2 separate regions of the Anas platyrhynchos genome follow, and region 2 is linked to region 1. Evidence: chromatin contacts called from public Hi-C data. All regions are on one chromosome and are shown on one strand. The core of a region is the stretch at or near the end of the contact, and the rest is flanking DNA. Distances in the headings are between cores, read along the strand shown.

Region 1 (2,678 bases), core at 63-2,562:
TAGATTAAACATTTTCTGAAACCTTCTGGGTGCTTGAGAGCTGACTTGAAAGTTGGCGAAGTTAAATAAAACAAAAGTTAACGCATTCCCCTCGATTTATTTTGTTACGGGGCTTGCATAAAGCCGGCCCGTATTTCACTGCTTCGGATGCCCCCTTCCATCTGAAGGCACGAGTTTCTGCCCGGTAAAATCCCGGGTCTGTTGCTCAGCCGTGCGGAAGGCCACGTGTAACACAGCAGAGCTGTCACACACTTTTGGAAAGCCATAAAATACGTAACTTCTAGGCATAAAACGGGATTTCTCGCTGACTGGAGCCTGGGTGTAGAAGTGTCTCTGTGAGTCCGTGGCTCGCTGGAGTCTTGCTTCAGCTCCAAACCCACGAAGCATCCCATGGCAGGGAGCCTGCCCTGACCCGGTTTTCCAGTAGCTGCCCGCTGTCCTGGAGGAGAAAGGGCTGCAGCAGTGCAGGAGAAAGCAGCAGCATCTTTTTTTTTTTTTTCCCCTGTCAGATCTCAAATCAGACACAACAGCAACAGTGAAAAAAACACAACGGGGTTTCTCCCTGGGGAGGATGAGGGTGCCAAAAGGCTCCGTGCCTGAGTAAAACAAGGCACTTGTGCCCACCGCGGGCAGTCTCTGACCTCAAGCTGCATCTCTCCGCTTTCCTTGTGTAGGGGGGGGAAGGTGGAGTCCAACCTGCCTGCAGCAAAGGATTTCCACTGCTCGGGTTGGCTGTGTGAGGCGAGGAGCTGCAGAACAACCCGCACCCTGTGCCTATCTCCCTCGTGGGAGCGGAGTCCTTGATGGAGAAAATGCCAGCCTGGGAATTTTCCTGCGACGGTCTCGTGGGGAAAGTCGCTGCTGGTGGAATCGGAGGCGGTATCAGGCACAGAGCAGATGTTGGCAGCTTCCTTGCCCCACGGAAATAAGGAAGTAGGGGACCCATTTAGGCAAACGGTCCCACATAAATCTTTGCCCGGCGTTTCTTGCCTGGGCCCGATTCCCTGTGATCTCTGCGAAAGGCAAATTGAACTCTGCTTCACTGAGGGAGCGCGGTGCTATTAGTTATACCTGTCTTTGCGGCAGAGCTGCTTTGGGTGAGAAAAGAAAAGCAGGATGGCCCCAGGAGAGAGACAGAAATCAGAACATAAATGCAGGTATCAAAGCAGAAAAATGCAGAGAGCGGTAGTAGCCCAGGGTATGTTGGAGACGAAAACAAACTCTTATCACAGTGAGAGCAGAGGAAGCCATCCCACTGAAGGGAGGAGACGAGGAGGACAGCTGACATCCTGCAGAGAGAGACTCCGAGGTCTGGGGGAGGGCGGCACAACCCCAAAGGCCTGGCACCGGGGAAGGATGCGGCTCTTAAAGACAGGCAGCCCGAGCCAGCCAGCCAAGCTAGCAATTACCAGGCAGTTACGGGGGCTGAGAGCAGGTGTGTGTGTGTGTGTGTGTGCATGGGTATTTTTAAGCAGCGCGGTTTACAGGCTCCTTGCCATCCGCCGAGTCCCAGGAGAACGTGAGAGCCTAAACACCCACCTGGACCCTGGTCAGGCGAAAATGAATTATTAAACGAAGCGGAGATTTATTGCCTTCTGAAAGATTTATTAACAGGGCTAGGAGGACAACTTTCTGCATGAGCAACGCCAGGAGGTGGGGGCAAAGAACCCGAGCTTTGCTGTCGACAGAGGTCTGTTCCCGGAAGGACAACGTGGATGGACCACGCAGAGATGCTGAGGACGCTTCCCCTTTCAGTGCAGATGCCATTTGGTGGTCACATTTTAGGAAAAGTTTGGCTGAGACCTTTAGGGAAGCCTGTTTTTTCTGCTTGCGGAGGGAACAACCTCAGATCTGTCCCCAGGCGTTGGATTTCTAGGATGGCCCTTTTTGTTGTGAGGCAGGAACGGAGAGCTGACCTCTAGCAGAGGGGGAGTGACGCTGTGGGGACGAGGGAAGGAGGACGGATCCACGGGAGGATTCCCAGCAGTGAGTCAGAGGGGGAACTGATAAAAATAGTTCGGGGAAAAGGGACAACGTCCTAAAAGAAAACACTCTTTGTGCTGAGAGGATAAAATGCAATCAGAAAAAGCTGGAGCCGCACTACCGAGAGAGAGCTAAAACTGAAGGCAAGGAAGAAAAGGCAGAAGAGAACACAAAGAGAGGATCCCGCCAATCATTGTGCTGCATGTAACATTTTAACACCAGGGCTTAGTGGAGGGATTGCTATTTCTAGTAATCTGTGAGTCTTGCCTGCAGTGGCAGGTGGGGGTGAAGGCACTTTCCCTCCTGACTGTGTTATGATGCCAGAAATAAATACAGTTTTTTCTCTGGAAAAGCTGCCGGTTATGTGCTTCGTGTCAGAGCAGGGATGCTCGAGGAGGAAATGCTAAAGGAAGGCCTGGTCCCCGTGTGCAGATGTACATAAGCACACGCAGGCACCCACCCCCTTGCAGTTTACCTACGGCTGGATAGAAGACAGAAAATTACCAGTGTAACCTTCAGCAAGCTGATTGCAAGAACGTTTTCCCATTAATGCTGCTAGCGGGATTGTGATTGCAGTTTTTAAGGTAGCCACAATCGGTCGACTAGCAACGCTGAACTGCACGTGTACTCTGTATAAAACCATTGTGCTTTGCTTGCTGCCCGAAACTCGGCTCTTGGTAAGAGAGGCGTTTAAG
Region 2 (2,678 bases), core at 98-2,597, 57 kb before region 1:
AGCGCAGACCATTCCCATTCCTCTTTGTCTGAGCCCCGGTTCCGGGCGCTACAGCCTTATTGGAAATGCTCCCGAGCAGTCCGCGGAGCCAGGGCAGCAGGCAGCTCAGCGCTTATTTACACGTCACATCTAAATACATCTCTAATTAGATAGAGGCAACGCCGGAAATGGCAGATTTGTTGCATATCTAATAGAGACCAGTACAAACAGACTCAGCGGGGCTTCCCTCTCTACAACACCCCCCCCAAAAAAAAAAAAAAAAAAAAAAAGGAAAAAAAGAAAAAAGGGCCGGGAAGACCAGGCGAGGAATCCCAGAGCGAGCAGCAGTGACTTCTTGCCTTCGAGTGCGCTCCGGGCCCCGTTGGCGAACGTCTCCATTCTAATATTTAAAGCAATATTTAGAATGTGTGAACCGTATGCCCAAATATGGGCCGGGGCTCGAAACAATACTGGTGTCTTGGCTTTATTCCTGCGCGGGTGGACAGCCCCGGCTCCGTGTCACGCACTGTGCCTGCCTTTACCAGGACGTGCCCAGAGCTGCAGCTCCTCGGGCAGCTGGAGGCTGCCGGCCCTTCGCCCTCCTCTTCCCCCACCCCACAAAAATTCGCTTTTTCTAAGGCCGTGGGAGCAGAAAGAGGCCGAGGCTGGTCCCGTTAGAGGGATGCCAAAGCTTTGGGGCAGCTGAGCTTTGGGGACCCCGTGCAGTCAGCACAAGCAAACTTTGCGGACCACACAAAGTTGTCAATGTCCTTTTGGGTCGTCCTTTGCGGGGAGAGGGGACTGGGGCTACCGTGGCCCGACATAATGAGTGCTGCACGTGCCTGAGTAGTCTCAGCAAGCTGTGGCCATCCTTTGAAAGGTGTCTCGGCTCTGACCAGCGAGTGGCCCCTGCGAAGAGAGGCGAAAGGCCCGCTCCGGCTCGGGTGGCAGCCACGTTGCGCCTGGTGTAGACGCGGCTCTGGGTGGTGCTGGCGCGGAGGAGGAGCGGGCTGTGGGTTTGGGAGCGTTGGCAGAGGTGTGGGGCTCTCGCCCAGGACTGCGGCATGCTGCAGGTGACACACGATGCGCTACCTTTCCCCCACACACCGCTGTAGGTCACGTTTTAGTGCGGGCTCCGCAACGGCGGCGTGAGGCCGAGTTTAATACTTCCTCCTCCGACCGGCGTGGCTTGGGAAATAACGCATGGCCGGTGCGGGCCTGTTTTAGCCCCCGGCTCCTGATTTTGCAGATGTGGAGGGAGGGAGCCGGGCTGGCCCCGTTGGCCTCCCGGAGCAGCTCTCCCGGAGCCAGCTGCGCGTGTGCGCCTGGCTGCGTGCAGGAGCCAGCGCGGAGGCCTCGGCTGCAGGCAGGGGGAGTTCCCGTGGCCGTGAGCAGCCCTGGCTCCGGTTAATCCCCGTGTCCTTTGGCGGAACAGGCTCACGGCGACGGCTGCTCCGGGGCGACCTTTTCCCTCCCACCTGCTCGGGCCGAGCCGTGCGGCACGGCGCCGTCTCTCCCGGGGCAGCGCGCGTTTCCCCAGGGATCCTCCGCTGCCGGCGGCGCTCCTCTGACCCGCTGAGCAGGAGAGGTGGGGACGGAAAGGAGGAGGCCAGCGAGAGCAGATTTAGGAAAGTTCTGCTGCTTTCCAGCAAGGAGTTCATTTTTCCTTGTTTGCTGGACAGCAGTTCTTGGCAGCGAGGGGATTTTTTTTTTCCCCCTCCTCCTCTCTACCACTGCTGGAAAAGTTAGCGAGCGAACGCACCTGCCCGTGGGTTTTTGTCAGGCGTTGCCTGAATGATTTGGGACTCTCACCCCCGACCCACGAGCCCTCCACGCAGCCCAGCCCCACCTTGCGAGCTGACGGCTCCGGTGCCGTGCGATTAGAGATGCGAGGAAGTCGGCTCGGAGAAGATCCTGACAGCATGAAATATAATTTGTGATCTGAAAGACAGTTTCCAGTATAATCTCATTATGCACCACAGACTCCCGGTGTTATTTTGTAGAAGGCGGACAATGATCAATTTACATTGACCTGGGGCTGGGCGAGCTTTTAGATGGTAATTGCCATATTGATTTGCATGCAAAAAGAAGACCTGCTAAAATTAAAGACCGGAAGCTAAATTAAACTAAATTTATTGTCTAGGTGCAAACTAAAAGACTTGTTAAAGTCTCGGGTAGAGTTGGAGGAGCTATGAAATTCAGAGGGAAAAAAAAATGATCGCGGTCCCGATCGCGGTGGAAAACGAACCCAGGCGGCCGGGAACAGGGCTGCAAAGACCCCATTGTGAGCGGAGGCACACAAGCCAGGGCTGCTCCGTGTAAGCCCCGACTCTCTAAACAATCGGCGAATAAAATATCTCCTCTGTCCAATGAAAACCTTGGGCTGAATGTTGGGATTGTCGCGCTAAGGAAAACAAAGCTTTATTTGGATAAGACAATTAAAGTGGAAAGCACAGAATCCACCAGCCACACTGGGAATCGGGCAGTATAAAGAGGCGAGTGTGCTCAATAGACCGCTGGGGAGAGAGGGGGGGAGGCTTCGGGGCCGCGCGGCGCGGCGGAGCCTGCACCGGGGAAAGCCTGGCATTGTGCTCGGCGTGCTCCGCGGTGAGGAGGGGCGAGACGAGCCGCCTTGGAGCGAGGTGTGCGCTGCTTTCCGCCGCTCTCCCACGGCTGCGAGCTGCGTCTCCGCAGGGCGG

Evidence for each region. A called contact is a pair of places that touch in the nucleus more often than the background predicts.
Region 2: a Hi-C map of skeletal muscle shows a contact between it and region 1, with 1.7 times the contacts expected there. The contact joins two enhancer-like sites. A contact is called at or near these places in 2 of 8 Hi-C or Micro-C datasets (both in skeletal muscle).

The regions. Positions count from the first base shown.
Region 1 is chr1:122,612,400-122,615,077 of IASCAAS_PekinDuck_T2T, reverse strand. No RefSeq gene overlaps it. Among named protein-coding and RNA genes, the nearest start is that of BCOR, 83 kb to the left of the region's middle. Within about 2 kb of position 1,312, at least 1 of the 8 cell types and tissues checked has an H3K27ac peak or open chromatin away from gene starts, as enhancers often do.
Region 2 is chr1:122,669,235-122,671,912 of IASCAAS_PekinDuck_T2T, reverse strand. The region is part of intron 1 of BCOR (BCL6 corepressor); the gene reads left to right. Among named protein-coding and RNA genes, the nearest start is that of BCOR, 26 kb to the left of the region's middle. Within about 2 kb of position 1,347, at least 4 of the 8 cell types and tissues checked have an H3K27ac peak or open chromatin away from gene starts, as enhancers often do.